Regions from separate parts of the Aedes aegypti genome. Here region 2 is linked to region 1. The links are chromatin contacts, called in public Hi-C maps. All regions are on one chromosome and are shown on one strand. Each heading gives the region's core, a stretch centred on a gene start, on an enhancer-like site or on the middle of the called end of the contact. The rest is flanking DNA. Distances are from core to core; before and after follow the strand shown. Region 1 has its middle 24 kb from the start of LOC5569398. Region 2 has its middle 15 kb from the start of Trnas-aga.

Region 1 (6,139 bases), core at 1,979-4,478:
TGATACAGTACGCTAAAGTTGAAGATTTGATAAAAACAAAGAATTAATTGCAAATACAAGGTATACGTTGTATGAAATATACTGCAAAATCGTAATATTATTTTACATATCTTTATACAGCGTTTGGAAGCTCATTCAAAAAGCTTTCTGGGAAAAACAAAATTGAAATAAAAAATTGTACTTTTGTTCAGGTAAATGAGAGGACTACACTGAAAAAAAAACATATTCGATTTTTATCGAAACATTACACATCCCATACTTTTTTGTCCCAGGTTAAACTTTGTTTTTAATGGTATTTTAGGATGTAAACTAAGGGATCGTGATAAATTTAGCTGCACATATTTTTACTTTTTTTATTTAGGGCTTATTGACTTTTGTCAACATTTTTGTCAATTTGCCTTAAATATCAGCTATATCCCAGCTATATCCATTGCTCACCTAATTTGTATAGCCTATCTTACGCAATTTTTCCTCAGCTTTCTGATGGTGATCTCAGGATTCAAAACGAGCGGTGAATATGGTGAAAAATCGATTTTTCTAACAAAATTCAAGATGGCGGTCATTTTTTTAACTTTAAATGAAAGCTATATTCATTCTCTATAAGATGCCACTAAGGGGGGTATGTAGCCGTGAGGTTACGCTTTCGCTTCATAAGCGGAAGGTCATGGGTTCGATTCCCAGCCCCTCCACAAAAAAAAACCGTCCAGCCACCAGAAGACGCCTCACGGAGGACCGTGCTTTAGGGAGCACATCCATCCTCCGTCAGTATCAGATGGTGACTGAGACAAATTGACCCTCTTCACAGGCAGCTAGCCTCACTAATAGCAGAGCTCTCTCCTACCTGTTCGGTGTGAGAGTAAAAGAGTAGGAGAGAGTGAAACTAGATGTAAATATAGATAAGTTGAAAATATATCTGTATCGGTAAAGAAGCTACAAGATCAACTGAGTCCGGCACAGTAGTGGCCACGAGCACGGAGTGCCTTAAAAAAAAAAAAAGATGCCACTAATTTTGCTATGTGTTCCAAGGGAAATATGAGACATATCACGTAAAGAAATACCCAAGATTTATCAAAATATGGGCTTTTTCGCAAACTGTTTAGCCAGGATCCACCAATTTGAGAAAACCGAAAGGACCACCCTTAAGTTGCATCGAAAACTAGCGATCAGTGACATAAAATTGGAATTTTAACGATGGGTGTCTGCTATTATTGTTTTTCAGTGACCAACACATAGTTTCAATCTATCTGCAACACTGTCAAAAATATCGTATTGATAAATTTCCATTTTATCTGCTTAATTTAAAGCTAAATTCAACCCATCAGTGATATCCATAGTCTATCACCATCAATGCACTGGTGATGAAGTAGACAGCATGATGTTGATGTGATATGGAATGATCTGATTTGTATCGCAGTCGGCCTGTACAAATCAGCCAATATTAAGCATTGATAGTGACAGCGAGCAACTCTGATTTTGTCGCTTTCATCGATATTAAACAGATCTAAGAATGTTCAATTTTGAAGACAGACGATCCGATCCCAATCAGCATTGCCAGCCTGTGTTGGATCCGGATCGTACAACGGGTATAGAATCAGATGCAACAACATGAAGAGACTTAGATTTTTGGTTGAAGTCTCTCAAAACATTTTTGAAAAGTACAACTTGTCAGCATTGTTTCTTTCGGTAAGAAAAGCAGGCCGTTATGTTGTTCAACTTGGTGATAAAAAATTAGTCGATATGCAACGGAATTGCAAAAAATATACATTATTGAGGACGATATTTTGGAAGCCTCAAAATTAGATTTGCATTCGGATTAAAAAATATCAGGACAGGATCAAACTTATTCATCAAATTATCAGTAGTCAAAGCGACTTCAATATGAATATCAAAACATATATTTAAAGATTGCGATATATTTAGGCCCGAAAATTTATCTAACTGTTCAGCTATTGACAGTTCGGTAGAAAATTGCAGTGTCGAACTGTCACTTTCAACAAGGTTCAAAATGTAACAAGGATCAATAAGTGTTCATTTGATTACTGAAACATCCTCTTCTCTTCGTTTAAGCTATAGTCTGGTCTAGAGTTCATTGGAAAATTTCTACTTATATTCAATACTATCCTCTCAGTTCGATGTCGGTAGTCGATAAAAGCGGAAGTAGAAAGATTATATCACCAAAATTTTGGATGAATCGGCATCATAAAAATTTAATAATTTCAGTTTAGATATGAATAAATGGACAATGAATTTTACGTTTACAATATCGGGACCGCTTGTACGATCCAATACAAACGCTATTTAATGAAAAAAATAGAGTCACTGGTTTTTTTCAAAGCTCTAATATACATATACTAAAATTTCATATGTACATAAATCTACATTGAAAACTATAATTTGGATTCAAATGTTTTTATCTAAACTTGATGCGGAATTTATAACGACCCAAGTAATCCTACGTCAAATCACCAATTTCAGAAAATAGAAATTATCGTTGAATGAGTGGACGATAGGAATTTCTTCTGTGTTACGCCTGTTTGTATGTTGTTGTGTTCAGTGAATATAACATCTGTTCTCATATAAATAATACATAAGAAATTTATTGAAATGCAAATTTATTTTAATCAAAATATAATTATGTATACTTTTGCATACAGTAACGTCACAAGTCCCGGTGCACAATATTATTATTGTTAATGTTGCATGTGACCACAAATAATGTGTGTAATGTCGAATGCAACGAAAGTACACATTTACTTTCTCATTCACTCCTAAGCGCAGTCTTCACCGTTATGAATGGGCAAACACCCGTCCGTCCGTCCACAAGCGTAAGCACGCTTCGATGGCGTGCCGTCGCGGCGACGGGGGAGGAGACTAAAGTTGACTGCCCTCTCGACGGGGTTCGCCTCTTCTGCGCATCGAACCCTGGTGCAGACGACCGTTTTCCATCCAAGGACATTGCCATGTCATTGTTTAAGTGCAAACGGACCATAAAGTCGCCTCTCCGGACGGTATGTTTGCCTGGCAAGTGTCTACCCGACGGTAGGAACAAGAAAACGAAAGTGAAACAAAAAATCCCTGCTAAAGTGGCTCACGGTCATACTACGGGTTTGCGAGGGTCTCCCGTTCAAAGACGGAGACTGTTGTTTCCTTGACCGCGTCCTCGCACCACTTTTCCAGTGATATTGAACTTGAAATCACCGTCAAGGCAGTGGCGCGTGTGTTGGCCACGTATTGGGATCCCACGTTGAAAATCGCCACCAGAAGCTCTTCATTGGCAGCTTACCGTAATCACAATGTGCCAGTCGCACAAAATTCGATAGGAAATCTAATATTTGCTGGTTTTTGAGCGAAATTCAGTTTAAGTTCAAGGGATACTGACATATTTGACAGCCAAATTACTGACGTTGCTCACTTAACCGTGCATTAATTTGTGATTAACCCTATATATATATATTGAAATCTGATGGATTTTTAAAAATGACTTTTGACCAGCTGGATTCATAAAATATTCCTTAGTGCACCGTTTGTCTGTAACCACCCGTCTGGTTGCTCTTCCGGGTCTGCGATCCTATCAGAAAAGAGAATCTTATGACGTGACGAAAACGTGACGACGACTGCTCTCTTGCCTGATTGCACAGTGCCACAGTCGTGTGGTCGGCGTGGGATTTGCCGCCGCCGGAACTTTTTATAGGTGCGAGTTGCCTTCCCCACGTTCCTGTGACCCTGGTAGGGAATTATGAAATTTACGCGCGAAACCCGTTTACCGACTTGGTGCCGTGATGCGCGCGCTCCACTCACAAGACTGCAAGCGTGTTGTTTTACGGGTAGCTCGAGCTCGAGGTGTGTGAGCCTGGTACCAGGCGCATTCGAAAAGATGCTCACAAGTCACAAACTAGAGCGCGCGCGAATCGAATCAGTCCCGCCCCGAAGCGCTAGTGAAGCGTTTTTCGTTTGCGTAGAGGGTGATGAAATTGGTTTGCGCTTCAGAGTTCAGACATACCAAGGGCGTCATTCGCGGTTTTGTTGTGCCAGGGTAGAATATCAGTGAGATGCGAGTTACATTTTTCAGTTTACCACGTTGTACACGCTTCGTGTCGATAGAGGAGCATTCGTGTCTTATTGACAGTGCATTTTTGGCCTGTCGTTGGCCGCAAAATCGGTGTGCTTTACGTTTCACTTATTACGGTACTATGACCGTAACGGTTACTGTAACTATAACGAAACGATTATTAGCTCCATCCATTACTCTATTGGTGTTATATTGTAATTACAATGAAGTGACCAGATATATCCCTCCAATGCGGGATATACATTAATTAATTTAAAACGTTTTCAGCAACTTCACAGTATACTATGCATCAACTATTTCACGAACATTGCATTACATTACATATGTTAAGACGAAATAGGCCGTCATTTAAATTTGTAGTGCTTAGCTTTGTTTATCTGTAACAAAAGATCATAAAAGCAGTTATAAAATATTTCGCCACATTGACAGAAAATTCGAGCATCCTCATAGTTTAAGGAAGAAAAATAAATAGAAAAAGAAAATGAAAACTTAGCGTTGATAATTTTCATTAAAATCGATAATTTGAAATAAATTAAAATAACAGGTACTGTAACCCTTCCTGATCTTTAAACATTTCATAGAGAAAAGATTTCCTTTGGCAATTGTTAGTTATTTAAAGTTCTATATGAAATATGTGACAAAACCATACATAACCACAAGATCGATAATTTAAAAAAACCCGAAACATGCAAAGGAAAGAAATACTTAAGGTGATTGTAAAACGAAGCCAAACTTTGAATTTTCAAGTGCACAAGGCTGGAGAATCCGACAACCGTTCCCGTTGAAAATCGATCAAATTGCTTGCTTGCTGGTAGTGACCAATCGGATAAATTTACAATTCGGAGCGCTGTTTGGTTCTCAAAACTTGTGCTCTTGAAAATTCAAGATGTGGCTTCGTCCTATAATCATAACAGAAAACATAATTTATTCAAACGTATAACAAAAGTTTGTTATTTTTGGACAGACAGATATTGAGACTGGATTGAAAAAAAAACTTTGCTACAGTTCATGCTCAAAACATGAATGTTTCTATTATAATATACCTTCTAGCTCGATTTTCTCGAAATGTGTGAATTGTTAGATAGGTCTTTTTTAAATTTACGCGAGATATCACATTTTTGTCACACTGTTATAGATAACGCAAATAGAAACCATCAAGAGGCTTGTAAAAATTTGGGAAATTTGTTGCAAATTGAATATTACCAGTAACGTGGTATCACAAATTCATATCTCATATCAGAGTTTCGTACTATGATTAGTCTAAAACGGAATAGTAAGTGCAAATAACTTTCACTCATTGTACAATAATTTTGAAGCAATTTCAACTTCAAATATTTGAATAGTGGAAGGTAATAAAAATACAGGACTTTGATTTTTTCAAGTTTTGTTTGCCACAGTCCTTTGCTGTAGATGTTGAGAAATAATTCTGGAAGAAATCCAGGACCTTTTGTCTTGCGCAGCACTTTTTAAAATTAAGTTGTTCCGTGGAGCACCTGTTCATCAGCCTATAATGAAGCAATTAATTACTTTAGATAATTGGGATTTTTCCCACGTCTCCCAATTATAAGATTTTGTGTATGGAAAATAAAAAAACATATGGCGTGTACGAACTGTCAAACCTCCCTCACCCCATGATCTCTTTCGTATATGGAGTCCAATGGAAGCATTAAAACTCTTAAAAAAGGTTTCTCAATTTTTGTTAAATTGTGACAATTCAGCATCCACATAGAATTGTTTTTGATTTTCCACCAACTATTTCGAAATGAGATTGTTGAAAATGGTAGAATTTTTGTCGTGTAGACATTTCTTAACTTTTGTTTTTAATTGCGACAACTGAGCGAGTTTACTATAACACGATGCTCCTAATTTTGTCTAAAACTCTCGCGAAAAAAATGTGCTTGAACAAGTGCAAGTAAAGTTTTTCAATAAATGTCTTTTACTATAAGTTGGTTCCTTGTGTAAGTGCAGCTGATCTGGCGATACTGGAATAGCATCCACGGGCGGCCAATCAAGCTCAAGCAAATTGCAAGGGCAATCATAAGTCCAATTTTTAGGATTGCCCTTCGCGCA
Region 2 (6,139 bases), core at 1,607-4,106, 45 kb after region 1:
GTGGGTTAAACGAATCGGTGAAACGGACAGCCATACACGCTCCTTATTTCACTTTTTTGGCAGACGTTATTAAATGGTTTTTTATCAAATTAATCGTAAATGTATAAATCACTAGAGTTACCTAGTATCGAAGATTGGTGGATTATTTTTTGTAGTTTCAATGCCCTATCTTCAATAAGATAGAAAAAAAATAAGATAGCACTGTTGCTTTTTTATATGCAGCATGCCGGGCAGAAGTAAACTTTGTTCAAAGAGCAAGAAATATTGGGCGAAAAATATTTTAGTAAAAATATTGAGGATTTTGCCCTCCAATAGACTCACACGTAAAAAATTTTGTCCCACCAAAATATTCTCCCACTAAGTTTGTCATATATTGAAAGGCGTCGTAGCTAACAACATCAACATTTAACGCAAACTGTTGGATTGTGCATTGAATGCAAGGTGAGTGCTTCTACTAAACTGCCATATAAATTAACGTGTGAGTATGTATTTCCCCACGTAGAAAATGTGCACGACAATCTATTCGTTAGGGGGGTCTGTAGCCTTGAGGTTACGCTTTCGCTTCATTAGCGGAAGGTTATGGGTTCGATTCCCAGCTCCTCCACAAAAAAAACGCGTCCAGCCACCAGAAGACGCCTCACGGAGGACCGTGCTTTGGGGAGCACATCCATCCTCCGTCAGTATCAGATGGTGACTGAGACAAACTGACCCTCTTCGCAGGCAGCTAGCCTCACTAATAGCAGAGCTCTCTCCTCTGAAACTAGATGTAAATATAGCTAAGTTAAAAATAGAACTGTATCGATAAAGAAGCTACAGATCAACTGAGTCCGGCACAGTAGTGGCCACGAGCACGGAGTGCCTAAAAAAAAATCTATTCGTCAACAAAACGAACAATAATTGGTTGGTGTTCAGACAGACCGGACCGGATGATAATTTGGCATACTAAAGATACTTCGGAAACTCCATCAATTCTGATTCTTACAATGCTATTTTGATACAGATGTATCATCAATTAGATAAGTATCGCTAAAGTAAAACAATGCAAACATTTTGATGTTTCAAACGCCTAGCGTACATTTTTCTGAAACCATGAAATCATTCTTTTTTTTCTACTTCTCAACAATTTGTTAAGTTGGAGAACAATTCATACCAAATTCAAAATCTTTTCTTATTAAGCTAAGTTTGAGCAAATACCAATATTTGCCATTATACTTAACAATCCGTATTTCAAATTCTAAAAAAACTCATATACCATACAGTGAAATTTTCGAAACAATATAATGTCATATATTGTTTTGATAATTTTACTATATATTGTGTTGTGTTTTTACGTTTTATATTGTGCTGTTACAATAATTAACTAAATAAAGTCTTGGGAATATATGTAAGCCTAGGACAACATGAGACAAAAAAGTCTATAAAAAACATTTTTTTTATGAGTAGTTCTCACATGTTCAAGTACAGTTCTATCTATTATTTTGTCTTTCTGAGAGCTTTTTCAATAAGCTTTCAGCCCATGATGCGAATATATGGAGTCTTATCTTTTTGTCTATGATGAAGTGTCCTGAAAATTATATTATTCAAGTTAAATAAACAAAGTTCTTGTTGCAGGCAAGTGTTTCCCAAATTATATCTATTTTACTCAAATGTTCGATAAGAGACATGAATTCGCTAAGATGTAAGTCTCTATGAAGGGTGTTAATAGCTGGCCCTTTTATCGCACTATATATTTCCATTAATGTATTAAGAATCAAAACAAGAATTGTACAGAAATCGATACTTCACTACCTATCAATGGAAATGAAGTTGGGCGACATGCACTTTACACTAAGGATACGAGGAATGCTCACAGTTGTTCATCAGTGATCAAACAGTGTATAAAGATCATTGTATATATTCTGATTATCCAGTAAATTTTATTCAGCGTATACTTTTCAGAATTATCTCAATAGAAGTGTTTAGGAATGATGTACAGAAAAACCTCAGAATTATTGGCCACCTGGATCGCCCATAGTGCTACGGCCGAACTGACTCTTTTGCCCTCTACGCCTCCGGTGATGTGCTGCACGCATGTGTCACACACCCGTCACACCACATTTGTTGCAGCCGCTGAAGTTTCTCCGCTTCATGGAGATTGGAGGCGTGGTAAGAACCGAACGAACATCGGCGGCGCAACGACTGTGACCATCAGCGTAAGCGTGAGAGTATGAAATGAACAATGCCTACCAGGGTTGGAGACCGAGAGAAAGTGAAACGCTACGCGATAGGTTGCTTCTCCTCAAAGTAGGGGTGAAATGTTTTTGCCATGGCCACGAGTGCCGCCAGGTCGAAGATTGTGCATGACTTTCTTATTAGTGATCGATGCATTAGTTAATAATCTAATCGAACCGAGTACTTCAATGTTTGCTTCAACCTTATCACGCTTTTTAAAAAGGGTGAAATTGTTATCGATGCTAAATTGAGAAATTGTGATAAAAATTTCCTTACAAATTTTATCATATGCAAGCTGCAATGTTTTTTTTGTTGCTACACTATATATTTTACAATAAATGACAAGTTTTGCTGTTGGTTGAATTGAATAACATCATTGTTTGTCTGGCAAATCATGATTGTTGAATCGACAAAATATGATCATAAGATTAACAAGCTTCAAGAGATGAACTCAGCAAAAAGGTTTGTTGGATGAACTCTTCATAATTTAAGTGTGTGTATATGTAGCTAAATATCCAATTTAAAATCATTGAAATTTTGCATATATTTACAACTGCAATCGCAATACTTCCCAACACTAGTACATTCTTAGTAACATTTCACCATTCTGCTTACCTCCTCGAGAAACTGTTCTCCCATGCCCAACATATCGAGTTTAGTGGTGGTCAAAGAAAAATGGATCCCTGCCAGCACCACACGGAGGCGAAATTGATTGCGCACAGTTGCCGTTTTCGATGACTTCCATCACCAAATCAAAATTTCATTCGGTTTTTGAGCACTCTATCCACCTCTCTTTACACTGTATGCACCCTTTTGTTGAGTACCCCTAACTTTGTTGGCTTTCTCCTCCCCCTACCCACTCCCTTAAACAACGTAAGCACTTTTGAGTAGCGGAGGAGCATTTTCTCCTACTAAAACGGAACGGAACGAACGATTTCTTCCGAAGGGGCAATCGCTAGCGAGTCAGTGCGCCTGGTAGCATCGCAGCGGGAGACCAACGTCGTCGTCAGGTGATTATGAAAGTGGTGCGATTATTTTCGCTAAATTTGAACTCCTTCGAATCCTTCGTTCATCGTCGGTGTCGAAGCGGAGCGAATGCGCACTGCAGCGGCACCTTTCCGAGAAGGCAAGCATCTCACAGTCAATGTGATGGATTTTACTAAGGTGGCGCAGATCATTGAAGCGTGCCAATAGTTCTCTCTTTCATTCTCCCGCGGTTCTTATGCAGCGCAAATAGTGACGTCACTATTTGCGCTGCATAAGAACAGCGGGAGAATGAAAGAGAGAACTATTGGCACGCTTCAATGATCTGCGCCACCTTAGTAAAATCCATCACATTGTCTCACAGTGGCTTCAAAATTAGAACCATCAATTCGAACAATTTTCAAGATTTGGAGAACTGAACTGAACTGAAAGAATGATGAAAATGATCGATTGTCGACAAAATTATTTTTCTTAATTTTTTTAAGATTTTAACTAGGAATGTCTCTAAAGATGGATATATCTTTGGGAGCATTCCTAGTTAAAATCTCAATTACTCGAATTACTCGAAGATTTCTTCAGAAATTCCTATAGTAATTCTTTAAGATTTCTCAAGGAAGTCTTTAAAGATTTGTCCAAGTATTCTTCCAGGAATTTTTCAAAAATTTGAGAAAACATGCGAGAGGTATTACTAAAGCATATTATCAAGTAATCTCTAATGAAACTTGTGTAAATTTTAAAATCACCCTTGATGAATAAGAGTTACTAGAAGAACTCATAGATCCTTGAGAAAATTTTAGAAGTGTTTCTAGTTAAATTGTCAGAATGATTGAAAAAGAAAAAGAATCAATCAAATCTTGAGATAATAGCCTGCACCATTTTCTGAACTAACTCCTTGAAAAACATCGGACAGAACCCCTTAAAAAATGTGTAGGAGGAATTTTTGGAAATCTGCTGCAGATTAAATTAGTATGGAACCTTAAATAAACTTTTGTAGACTCCATGGGATTTTTAGAGAAATGTTTGGAAGAACTACAGTTGTAATTCTTCGTTGAAGTTCTGGTGAAATTCCTAGAAATAAATCTAGAGGAACTTCATGATCAAACACAGGGTCAAATTTGATGAATTTTTTGAAAAGTTCTTAATGGATTTTCTCGAATAACAACACGAGGATTTTTTTGATTTTTTTTTTTTAAAGTAACCGTGGATGAAATGACGCTGACATTATTGTTGGGTTGCTTGAAAAACTATAAGGGTACATCCCTATGAGGTTGTACGAACTGGTGACGTAGGACCACGATGGTTAATTTAACTGAATTTGATGTAGTTCTTGTTGCTCGTTTTGACTCCATACTGTTTTAAGTGCTCAAAAATTTCGTAAATATTTATGCATATAACGATTTGCAGCCAAGTGTACGTTTAATCATGTCCCAAATATACATTATCTTTATCCGATGAATTCGTCATATTTATCTATGAAAATGTGAAATTTCACTTCAGGTTGTATGATCATTTTGGAATTATATTAATAACCTCCTACGAAATATATGGTAGCATTGGACAGAACAGTAGTGATTGAGGCTTGTTCAGCATGCTGAAGTGAATTCTAAGTAATTCTAATTAAACAATATTTAACAGCAATTTGTCTATAGTAAGTTATTCGAAGATTATAATGAAAGCTTCAGTCATCGCTTTGTTGATCTTATGGTTTGAGAGAAATATTATTCATTGCTTTGCAATGTGATAAATAAAGTTGGAAATATTACTCTGTTAACTCTTTTACGCACATTTGGTGGCCCTGAAAAGAGCCAAAGGTTTTGTTAGCTCGGATGCTGTCATAGATGAATCGCACTACAGAATGTTATCAGTTGATTGCCATGGTTAAACGAAGAATCCTTAACGCAAGTGTATAAATTTGAATAAGTTCTCTGCTTATAAGACGAACCAGCTGATTGTTTTGTGGTGTGGATGGCACACATCAGCAACAGGTATTAGATCACACGGCTGAAGTCGAAATCTTAAAACGTAGCTTAAATTTGAAATCTTGAGCGATACCACAGGCTGGACGCTCGATTTGCACAATAAGAGTGGTTATGATGCCTAACGGGCTTGACTCTTGACTGCACCACAGATGGTGAGTTTATCACGAGCCGGAATCTGTAAGCGCAGGTCAATCCAGAAATCTTGAGCGATTTCACAAACTAGACGCTGAGCAACAGCTCAGCAGGCTTCTGTCTGCCTGGTGCTCCTCGCTAAGCAGGTTCGAAAGAGCTCTTACCAGCTCGAAAGTGAAAATGGAATGAAACCGAATCCAGCTTTAAACTCTTAGATAAGCAAATGATGCTCCTCCCATTCGTGCTCTTCTCTTCTAGTCGATCAATCTGGGAAATGGATATGTGCCAATAATGTGTTGGGCTAAGAATTACTTGAAAATTGCGGAAAATGATAATGCGTGAGAAATTGATCAAACATGAATAGTTGGAATGCTTGACATTTACCAAATATTCTATAGTTCACTATTGATAATCAATAGTTTTCTTTAGTATGAAGGTGAATTTCTGATGGATGGGTGTCAAAATGATGAAAATTGTTCAATCAGAATTTCTCTTCAAAAGCATTTTAAACATGTCGCAATTTTTTTTAAGCACTTTGTGCTCGTGGCCGATACTGTGCCGGAATCAGTTGATCTGTAGCTTCTTTGCTTCTTTACCGATACGATCTATTTTAAACTTATCTATATTTACATCTTCTTTCACTCTCGCTCTTGAAAACTTGGACTGTGACGCGGGTGCAAAAGCAAAGCGAAAATGACTCGCCTGATCGTGTTCACAGTCCGACCGCAAAAAGAAGACTGAGGGAAGAAGCAGGGACCCGTTTTTTTATAGTGGGAAGCGATACCGTCGAAAAATGCTCGAACGTGATTGGTTGGATAAGAAAGGGGTCAACA

The links. A called contact is a pair of places that touch in the nucleus more often than the background predicts.
Region 2: a Hi-C map of whole pupa shows a contact between it and region 1, with 2.8 times the contacts expected there. The contact joins two enhancer-like sites. A contact is called at or near these places in 2 of 2 Hi-C or Micro-C datasets (whole body and whole pupa).

What each region holds. Positions count from the first base shown.
Region 1 is chr3:18,230,908-18,237,046 of AaegL5.0, forward strand. No RefSeq gene overlaps it. Among protein-coding and RNA genes, the nearest start is that of LOC5569398, 24 kb to the left of the region's middle. Within about 2 kb of position 3,229, at least 3 of the 3 cell types and tissues checked have open chromatin away from gene starts, as enhancers often do.
Region 2 is chr3:18,276,140-18,282,278 of AaegL5.0, forward strand. No RefSeq gene overlaps it. Among protein-coding and RNA genes, the nearest start is that of Trnas-aga, 15 kb to the left of the region's middle. Within about 2 kb of position 2,857, at least 3 of the 3 cell types and tissues checked have open chromatin away from gene starts, as enhancers often do.